Regions from separate parts of the Mus musculus genome. Here region 1 is linked to region 2. A link is a contact called in public Hi-C data. All regions are on one chromosome and are shown on one strand. The core of a region is the stretch at or near the end of the contact, and the rest is flanking DNA. Distances in the headings are between cores, read along the strand shown. Region 1 holds the start of Tgfbi (transforming growth factor, beta induced). Region 2 holds the start of Rnf44 (ring finger protein 44).

Evidence for each region. A called contact is a pair of places that touch in the nucleus more often than the background predicts.
Region 1: a contact with region 2 is called in a Hi-C map of neutrophils, with 7 times the contacts expected there. The contact joins the promoter of Tgfbi here to the promoter of Rnf44 in region 2.

What each region holds. Positions count from the first base shown.
Region 1 is chr13:56,606,512-56,612,114 of GRCm38.p6, reverse strand. It overlaps Tgfbi (transforming growth factor, beta induced), which reads right to left and starts at 2,529. Exons shown (of 17, transcript NM_009369.5): 1 at 2,335-2,529. The coding sequence starts at 2,468.
Region 2 is chr13:54,686,440-54,691,608 of GRCm38.p6, reverse strand. Rnf44 (ring finger protein 44) reads left to right here and starts at 3,801. Exons shown (of 11, transcript NM_001146026.1): 1 at 3,801-4,115.

The DNA.
Region 1 (5,603 bases), core at 1,280-3,779, 1.9 Mb before region 2:
AGTGGCTGGGGGCAGGGGCATGAGGAGGCAAAGGCAGCGGGGCCATGAATGACTGTGCACTACTGCCCAGTGGCTAGGTACAGAGTCCTTCCCCTCTCTCACGGGACACCCTGCACTTCCCCAAACTTCCCTTTTCTCCAGCTCTCACTTTGAATCAAGGGCTGGAGCTGGAACAAGGTTATCCATCTGCACAAGGTACCACACCCATGTGTGCAAGGCCAGGCAGTCCCGTGGTTTTTCAGGGACAGTTAGGTCAGAGTAAATGCAACTATGTAACAATGCCTGTAACCATTTGCCACTGCTTGTGTGCCTCTGGGGAATCCAGATTCCCCTTAGAGAAGGGTGCTGCTGTGGTCTTTCTCATATTTATTTTGAGATGGGATCTCCTTTTGAATTGCCCGCCTCTTTTTCCAGCCTCAGGAGTAGATGGGATGGAAGGTATGCATCCTCCCGCTCAGCACATCATCTCTTGATCCATCAGCCTATTGTAGATTACTTGCTACAAGTTTTCCAGCTCAGGGCAAGAACCTCAGAGAAGTGAATCGAAATCATTCGCTCATTTTGTGTTTGTTGGAAGCACATGCCACAGTGAGCTTCCCACAACATTTGGAAGGCTGGTTCACTTATTCCATGTGGGTCATCAGGCTTGGCAGCCCGGACCTTAGCTGAGCCACCTCACTGGTCCACATCTGAAGTTTCTTAAAGCACTGGTTTTCCTGACAGTGTCCTGGGCTCTGAAGGGAAGGAGGCTGGCCTCAGAGATAGATCTTACACGATATCTCTAGAGACCTTTCACTGTGGCTGTTGACATTGCAGCTCTGGGTTACGACACTGCAGGGTGACCTGTGGTGATCTTAGTGGTTAGGAGGAAGGAGGGAACAGAACTGAATGCAACATTCAAGAAAGGCAGTGGGACCCAAAGGTGAACCGGGCAGGGATGAGAGATGCTCTGGCTTTCCATGTTTGGCTCTGAGGCTTCAAATCTGCATTTTTCCTATCTGCCCTCTCAATCCTTCATACCCACAGCCTAAGTTAAAATATGACCCAAGGACCTTTTCCACTGCCTGTCTCCTTTCAGGAGGCCGTGAAGCCTGGCTTGGTTCTGTTCTGCCTGTGGCCAGTCCCGCACCCAGCAACTTGTTTTGCCCCAAGCACTGAACATCTGGGGGGGCTACAAGAGACTGGAAAGCCACATGCAGAAGAAAGGTAACTTCTCCCTAAAATTCGCATCCTTTACTCGAGTCCAGAGTCTACCCAGTTGCTGGAGGCTGAAGCTGTGTCTGGGTCTAAAAAGACAACCGCCACTGGCCACATGGTTTGTTTTTCCTTTAGATCTGAATATAGATCTGTGTAGTCTGTTGGAGAGTTGGGAATAGCCTGGGGTGCGAATGCCTGATCATGGGCACCAGGCCTCCCCGGAAGTCAGTACTCTACTTTTCCCATAGAGTTTTCCTCTAGTATAAATGATGTTCATACACCCAGGTAGTCTGGACATGCAACAAAGCTGGGCTCTGTTTGGAGCAGGCATGACCTGGTTGTGTGTAGAAATACCATGCCAGGCTCTTCATCAGGGCAAAGCCTTGGCCAGAGTGCGTCTCCGAAAACTTACACATCTGCAACATCTCAGAGAAATACCTGAAGCACCAATGTCCCACGTTTACAAAGCTGCCTGTCGCTTTAAGACAGATGCCAGTCCTGACTCCAGGACATACTGCAGGGCAAAATGGTTCCTTCTCAGGACTCGGTTTCCCAATCTGTCTAGCATGTATAAAGGGTGGTGAAGCCTCCTGCTCTACATCTTTGGCCAGCAAGCACTGTTGGTGTTGAGTGTTTGGGTGCAGAGCAATACCAAATGCATAGGAGTAGTGGGCACCTAGCTAGGGTCCTGCCACCAGGTATGACCAGTAACACTCCTGGAATCAATGGACAGTGACCTGCCTGGTTTTCCCCTCTATGGTAGGTAGGTACTGTCTCAGGGTGATGGTGATTCTGCGTTGAGAGCTGCCAACGCCCCCTTCTACCTAGAGTCAAGAAAGGAGACTGATAGTCCCCTAGACTGTTTCATGCACTTTTGTCTGACTCTGTGGTCACTGGCCAGTGCCCCCAACCCTTTCTTCACAAACTGTTCCACTGTGTCCCCTTATCTCATCAACCTCCACGCAGGTTTGGTCTTTCTATGCAATGGCTAATATTCCTTCGGGCTTTGTCGTCCCCCACCTCCACTCCCCCGCGCGCGCACCCCTGGCCAGGTATGATGTCCCCAGCTGAGCACACTGGCAGTTCAGTGACCTGTCCTATGCTCACGCCTCCCATCACAGAGCGGCTGGGACTTACCCGTGCTGGCGACCCCGGAGCCGGCTATGCTGCAGCACCAGCTGGTAGGGTGACTTGGCGGGACCTGCAAGGGTCCCAGCGGGGCCCACAGACAGTGCCAGAGCGAGGGTCAGCAGTCGCATGAGGAGCGCCATGGAGCTGGAGCACGCGCGGACCCACGATGAAAGCAGGCGCGGGCGGTGCTGGTGAAGTGAGAGCAGCGGGGCAGCGCGCGCTGGGTTTAGTAGCCCGAGGGAGGGAGCGGCAGAGGGAGGGGAAGGGCAGCCGGCGCCTCCCAGACCACGCCACTACTAAGCACCCGCGCCCTCCTGCACCGCCCAGCTCACACACCCCCTCCCACTTCGCACAAAGTGCGGGTCCAAAGGAACTAGTCCTCAAGTTTCAGTTTCTTAAGGTGTTCATGCTTAGAGCCCGAAGATAGCTCTCTAGCAGACTGCAGGAAGCCAGAGGGTCTGTGCTGACTCCCTCACACTTAGGCACGGACAGACTGGCCTCTGCAGTCCAGATGCATCAGCCCTGCTGATACACTGTAGAGGAGGAGTAAGTCTTCCTGTTGACAGACCGTAGAAAAGTGGGAAGGGTGGGGCTCACACCTTGGCATTCAGGAATCCCTCACCTGGCTTCAATAAAGATCTGTGAATGTGAGGTAGATGCTGCCAAGAGATAGATCGGCTAGGAACCATGCCTTGGATGAGCTTGAAATATGCCAACGGTCACATGGTAGGGAGGTGAGAACTCGCCCTAGCATCTATTAACCACCCTCCCCTTACCTGCTTCTACTAGTCCCAGGGGTGAGCTCTCAGTGCTTGGGAGAACATGGGCCTAGCAAAGATGTAGAGAGGCAGCTGGGGCATTAGGAGTCTGGAGTAGGCACCTGACCTAGGCACAGTATGGCACAGTATGGCAGCGGCCGCTTTTAGATCTGAAGGCAGAACAGGATTTGGCCAGGCCAAAGGAGGATGGTTTAAGAGGACCCAGGCATCCAGTTCAGCAAAGCGCGCTGGGTGGAGAGTAGAGCAGAAAACAGCAGTGTATCATCAGGGCTCCAAGCTAAGAATCTGCCAGTGTTGAGGAAGCAAGGGAATGGCCCAGTTGATGTCCTGAGCAGGCAGCAGGAGGGTCGAGTGAGCAGGAGGGGACCACATTGGAGCTTGAGCGACTGTGGTGGAAGTGGAGAAGGGATGGACGTATGTCTAGAAGAAGACAATAGTCTCAAGGGAACATAGGAGCTACAGGTGCTGGTTCACCTTGATTGCCCACTGGGTTGGGCTGGCAAATGCCCAGGGGCATCGGCGAAGCTCATCACTGAATGGTGTTTTGGGAAAAACAGTGGTCCAAAGGTAAAGACCCGTCTTGAATGAAGGTGGCGTCATGCCATGGGATAGGGTCATGGGTTGAATAAAAGGGGGGGGGTGGATAAGGTGAACATGAACATCCCACACTCTGCCTGGCAACCCAGAGAGATGTGAGCACTCGGCCTCCTGCTGCCTGCCTTCCCAGCCACAAGGACTGTGCTCTGAACTGTGAGCTGAGACAAAAGACAAACCTCCTCTCCTGAACTGCTTCTTGTCAAGCCTTGTCCCTGCAGTGGGAAAAGCCACTGGTACACCATGTGCCTAGGGACAAAGAAGAATCAGGGATACATAAGGTGTTTGAGTTCCGGACACTGTGGTGGCTGCTGCTGCTGCTGCTGCTGTTTTTCATAAGAAGGGCACGGAGATGGGTGTCTGTTGCCAGGGACGGATGAGTAGCTTGGGACCTGATGAGTTTGAGGTGCACATGACTCATCTCGATGGAATGTCCACAGACAGCCCAATCCAGGGCTCCAGGGAAGGGTAAAAGGTGGAGATCCAGATCTGGAAGCCATTCTTTAATGAGGGGACAGGGAGCAAGAGGCATCAGTGATTTGCTGGAGGGGAGGTCCAAGCAGAGAGTGGTCCCTCGAAGGATGCTAATAACCGAGTGGGTGGAGGTGGGAGATGCAGTGGGAGGAAGGAGGCCTTGATGGAGGAACAGAGAGAAAGGCTGCACACAGAGCACACCTAAGCAACATTCGCTCTGCTAGAAAGCAAGCCGCATCTCTGAATCCGATGAGTGTCTGGTCTAGGGTGCCGGAAAACATCCGGAGAGAGAGAGTCAAGTGCGGGCTGGATCCCAGAAAGCCTCCCTGGAGGCCAGGAGAGGTGGCCGTGCTAACTTGGGGAAGAGTCTGGGAGGCACACTTTCCACCTTCCAGTCTAGCACCCCCATCTCCCGAGAGATGGAGGAGGGGTCTGAGCGAGGCTAGTTAGTGATCTCACCCATCCTCACTCCCCTCTCCATAAAACTAACATTCGATGAGTCGAGTTTTTCCATGAGCTCAGTACGGGGATCACAGTAATGCTTCAGTTACTGTTTAGATATTTTTAAAAATTCCACCGCAGGCTCCACACTGCCCCAAACCATAAAAGGCAGTAATGTAAACATACCCCCCCATGGTAATAGCTGCTGCTTCAAAGAGGGTGATGTTGCTGGTGATGTTGCTGGGTAGGGAGGCCCTCCAGCCCCATGACCTGGAGGCACCAGGGCAGAACACAGACCTTTCATTTGAGAAGCTTTTTTTTTTCTTTCTTTCCACGGAAGAAAATCTAAACAAGAGAAAACGAGGCTTGTTTGGAACAATAATTACTAGACCTTTACAAGGTACTTTAGAAAAATAGCTGCTTTGTGTTTAGTGGCACAACCAAGCTCACCAAGAGCTATTTGAAAACAACTTCAGACTGTGCAGACAGTGGCCCTTCAGCAGCAAAAGACAAGCTAATGTTTCCAATGAGCCTTTGCATGGGATCCTGTGTTTATGGACGTGAAGGTGGGCATCAGGCCAGCTCAGGCTCTGCTCCTCCCACCCCCAAGTTCCCGGTGAGATGCTTGAGCATCAAGGGAAACGGTCAAAGCTTTTCCAGAGGACACTCAGCCCCTCCAGACTGCCCCGTGTGCAACCTAGAAGGAATGGGAAATTAAACCAACATGCTTCTTTTGTCACGCAGCACCGTGCTCCCGTGCGTGCGTGCGTGCGTGCGAGTGAGGCGCGTAGGCGAGAAGCAGCAGCCCTGTTTGTGACACTTAAGGGCTGACTAGGGATCTAGGTGAGCTTTCCAGAGCTCTCCCACAGCCTTGCCACTCCAGGTGTGACGTGCGGAAAGGCAGCATCCCCAACATTGGAGAATGCGTTAGGAAAGCGGCCCTCTGCAGACCCACAGAGTGAGGCTCCACATTTTGACAGGGTCCCT
Region 2 (5,169 bases), core at 2,552-5,051:
CCCTGTATGAGAAAAGATGAAGGGTAGCCAGGTAGGGACAACCTAGAGTCTTTGGGTATTTGTGGCACAGAGGGAACCAGGTCCCAGATGAGTCTGGACCCTGCTAGGAACTGCAGGATGACCACATGAAGAAGATAGCCCCATCTGTTGAGATGCAGCGTTACTATGGGTCTTTGGGTCTGGGAAGCCAAAACAAACCTAACAGGACAGAAAAGGTACAAGGGAGATATCTGGCTTAGTCTAGAGCTTGACTAAGAATCTGCCAGAGGGGGGTATGTGGTATTGAAGACATATTAGACAGAGGAAATTATACACAGGCCAGGCATGTGCTTAAAAGCCCATAACTGAACTGTGAATGGAGGGTGAGTGTGTGTTTTGTTAGTGCACATGTGTGCTGATATGTGGTGGCCGGTGGTCAACCCTGGATGTCATTCCTTAGTCAGTGTCCATCCTTTTCAAAGATGAGTGTGTAGTTAACCAGTTAGTCTAGGTTGGCTGGCCACCAGTCTCCACATTTATTTTTGTGTGTGTTTTGGGCATTGAACTCAGGCCCTCAAGCTGTGTCCAGAGGGTGGTTTTCTGGGAAAAGAAATTAGTAATATGCTTGGGTAAGTCACTTCACTTCTGTGGTTCTCAGATCCTCACCCATAAAGTGGGTTAGCCCTGTGATGCCACATTTCTAGCAGAGGCTGATGTCAGTGCACTTAGAAGGCGAACCCCTTCAGCCAGGAGATTATTGAGGGAGACAGTGACTGAGGCAGGGTTTTGTGTGATTAGTTCACACAGTGAAGGTCTGGGTCCTATCAGCCCTTGTAAAAGGGGAGGTGGGAGTGGAACGATGAAGGAAGGAGGAACTGATCTGTAGACCAGGAAAGGCTCTTCCAACAGAAGGGGCCAGGCTCAGCTGGCAGAAGGAATACCAACATGGTGCAGGAAGGGCTTAGAAGAGGTGAGCCCAGAAGATTGGCAGGGTGAGCATATTAGAGGCACCTCAGGGCCAGTGCACACTTGGTGGCAGTGAGGAGCCCCTGCAGGCTCCTCCTGAAGCAGCAGCAGGCAGGCAGATTTAAGTGTCTTTGAACATGGGCAGGATTTCTAGGTGCTTGTAATTGGTGGACATGAGGTTGAAGGGAACGGGAGAATTGATAAGGGGCCAACAAAGAACATCATTGTGCGTGTCCAAGTTCATGCGCATTCGTGGGAAATAGAGTGCCATCCCAAGTATCGCCTGTGCCACTACGTCATTACCTTGATGTCCTGTTGCTCAGAGATCTCCGCACATTGCCCCTGTACCACCTTGCCTTCAGCATGTTGGCTGCGTATCATCAGTGCAGTTAGTTGGCTAAAGGGTGTTCTGAGCCAAAGGGTGGACCCCCCCCTCCCAGTTTTCTTCTAGATTCTTCCATTGGCTACTTTCCATGAGAAGAGATTTTCATTGTAAGAGAAAAGTTTTTATGTCATAAAATTGGGCTTAAAGGACTGGAGAGGTAGTTCAGCAGTTAAGAGCACTTGCTGCTTTTCCAGAGGACCAGGGTTCGATTCCAAGCATCTATATCAGTTGATTTAAGCTGTCTTTAACTCTAGTTCTCAGGGGTCCAATGATATATTCTGGCCCTTACAAGCATTGCCTGTGAGTTGTACAAACATATAGGCAGACACACCCTCATACATATACATAAAATGATAAAGTCCTTTAAAAATAAGCCTAAGATATATTGTTTTATAGGTTTTGGCAATTTTATTCAGTGGGTTGTACTGTCTAGAATTTGTATTTTGAGACAAGATTCCTGTGTAGCCCTAGCTGTCCAGTCTGTAGATCAGGGTGGCCTCTAACTCAGAGGCCACCTGCCTTTCCCAGTTTCTGGGATTAAAGGCATCGGCCACTACACCCAGTTTTGTCTAGAATTTTTTGTTTGTTTGTTTTTTGAGACAGGGTTTCTGTGTATAGCCCTGGCTGTCCTGGAACTCAATTTGTAGACCAGGCTGGCCTCAGAAATCCATCTGCCTCTGCCTCCGAAGTACTGGGATTAAGGGTGTGCACCACCACGCCCGGCTAGAATTTTTTTGAATAGAATTTTATGTGTATTGGTGTTTTGCCTGCATGTATGTCTGTGTGAGGGTGTCAGATTCCTTGGAGCTACAGACAGTTGTAAACTGCCCTGTGGGTGCTGGGAAATGAACCCTGGTTCTCTGGAATAGTAACTAGTGCTCTTAATCGCTGAGCCATCTCTCCAGCCCTCTGTCTAGAATTTTTAAAAGCAAATACACAGTTACCAAATTAAAAAAATTTAAACTAGGAGTGGTGGTATAATGCCTGTAATCTCAGCACTTGGGAAGAGGATCAAGAGTTGAGGCTGCCTGAGATAGAGGAGATTATGTTTATAAGCACACAAAAACAATAGTAATACAAAGAAAAATTTAAAAATCTGCCCTCCTTGCTGGGCAGTGGTGGCATAATCCCAGCACTTGGGAGGCAGAGGCAGGTGGATTTCTGAGGCCAGCCAGGGCTATACAGAGAAACCCTGTCTCAAAAAACAAATCTGCCCTCCTGAACAGGTGCACCCTAATGAGAATTCCTGTGTCTTTTCCCAAATCACTTCCCACTGTATGCTGATACAATATTCAGTTGAAATTGATAATATTGTTACACCTTGTTAGTAAATTGGTTTGTTTTTTAAATATTTGGGATTATGGGATGCATCCACAAAGTACAGAGTGTCACCCATCTGTAGCCACAGAGGTTTAACAAATGTTGCCATTTTCTACTGACATCCTGTTCTGGGTTGGTGGACTCTGTAGTAGTCCAGTTACTACAGACCGGCCTAGTAGACATGAGTGCTTTAGGTAATGGTGATGTTCTGCTTATATAATCGATGCAGACACACCATACCCCACTTTGTATGTTTGCCTGGCCGGGGGGGGGGGGGGCATCCTAAGGGGACACCGACGTCTGCCCCCTCTCTCGCCTCAGCTGTGTTACTATCTGGGTGTGTGATATTTTTGTTGCTTGTATTTTGAAGACAAGGTCTCTGTAGCTATGTAGACCAGGCTGTTCTCGAACTATTGATCCGCCGGTCCTGGAGGAGTGACTCTTCTTTCCGGTACAGTGGCTTGCTTGTCCTGATCCCTAGGCTCTCAGTCGTTGAGAAGCTTAGAGAACTAAACTGCAGAAACCTCCCTGGGCCTGGTTCAGGAGATCCCAACTCTTCCCACTTCAGCTGAACTAGAGCCTCTCCACCCCTTTTCCCGGGCCGCGCTAGGGGCGGGGTGCCGAGATGTTTCTGTGACGTCAGCACGCGCAAGACCAATCCCCCTACCCAGGAGACGTTAAATCATTTGCATGGCTCCTCAGTCATTGGTCTCTTCAGCCCTGGGTTGTCCCAGCTGTTTAAAGGCGCCGTCTAACGGAACAGAAAGCGAGCGAGTAGAGAGGCGAGGTGAGCTATGAGGTCATCGCAGGCCTGCCGGGCTTGTGGTGACGTCATCTCCGGGAAGTGTGCTTGCCGAGCTAAGAGCGGTCCTCTCACCTCGGCTGCGTGAGAGGCTGCGTGCCCCACAGAGGCCGCGGCCCTAAGAAGGTAACCTTGACCTGTTAGTGCGTGCCACGGTCCCCGTACCTGGGCTCGCACCGCTCATCACCTGCGACTCGGCCTTGTGGGCTTTGAAGTATGAGGTGGGGGCGAAGAGGCTTTTTTAGCCAGCCTTTCAAGATGGCGACCCGCTAGTCACGTGCCGCCCGCAGGACGCGATTGGCCGACGCGCGGCGCGGGGCGGGGCCTGCGGGGCGGGGCCTGCGGGGCGGGGCGGGTGTCCGCTCTTGCCGCTACTGTTTGCTTGCGCGTCCTGGCGCGCCCCCGCGAGCCGCCTCCCGCGCTGCGCGCCCCCGCCGATCCGAATGTTGTGAATCAAAACGTGGGGCTGGTTCCATCCGGCCGCCGCGGACAGTTCTTAAAGGGCCAGCCCGCCGGAGAGCACAGCTGCGTCCTGCGCCGCCCTTCTCTCGGGCCCGGGCTGGGGAGGCGGAAGACAGAGCAGGCTCGCGAAGGAGCGGGCGCTTCACCGTCCGCACCCCGCATCGCGAACAAAGGAGCCCGCGTGTGGTCGGACGGCTGCCGGTGAGTCGGGCCGGGCCTCTTAACTTCGGACCCGCACCCCGGAACTACGGCTCCCTCGGGGACGCGTTGTTTGCCGGCCTCGTAGGCGTCGATCCCGGGCTGAGGGAGTGGTGGGAGACGGCGGCGGGGCCCCCGGGCCAGGTGCTGCCTGCGGCTACCTAGTCCGGGCCGCTCTTCTGCCTTGCAGAGCGCTGCGGTGGAGGGGAAGGAGCCAACCCCTCCCCCTGCAGCCGCCACTTCCTTTGTTGTTGCTTTTGTCTCACGCCGAGCACATGGTCCGGGATCCTCGGCTCTTAAAGTCACAGCGCTCTAGCCCCAGCGGTGCTGCCTGCCTTTTCCCCTCAGTGTTCCTCCGAGTGCGGCATTACGGAGTAAGGGGAACAACGGAGGCCCCTCCTGAGACAGGTGTACGAGCTTCGGTCCCATCCCCAAGGAGGGGTAGCTTTGGAAAACTGCTGGAGCCCCACGGCCTGCTTTGGGGAGGAGCCTTATCCTCTGGGACTTTGTTTTCCTTCCCCATAATGTGAACACCTAGTTTCTTGTCTGTGGCTTTTTTAGGGGCGCCCTGGGGAGATTTCAGTCTCTATTGTTAATAAGGCTTAGCCGAAACTAAAGGGGTTCTTTAACCAAGGTCACCCAGGGAGTCTAAGCTGGCCAAGGTGTGGTGGTTCCGCCCTAAATCGCCTCCTCGGCCTTTGTGGGAGTTGGGAAGCTCCTACTTAGAGGGAGGTACGGCGAGCATGTAGGGTAGGGGAACTTGTATTCCCACCTAAGCCTGCTCGTCTGCTAGAGGGAGTGAATCTTTCTGCAAACCGACCCTATTCGACTCTACTCAAGGGTTAGAATGTGTGCTTGGGACTCTGTACTTGGCTGGCGGGGTTGTGGACCCATGGGGACAAGAGATAGACTTAGGGGAGTTTACACAAACTTTATGGATAGAGAGCAGTACAGTGAAGAGAGGTGTGGGAAAGCAGTGGTGCTGGTTGACCTTGAGTGTGTTGATTGGTCCAGCTCAGTCACTCTTGCGTCTCTGGGACACTACTCACGCATAAAG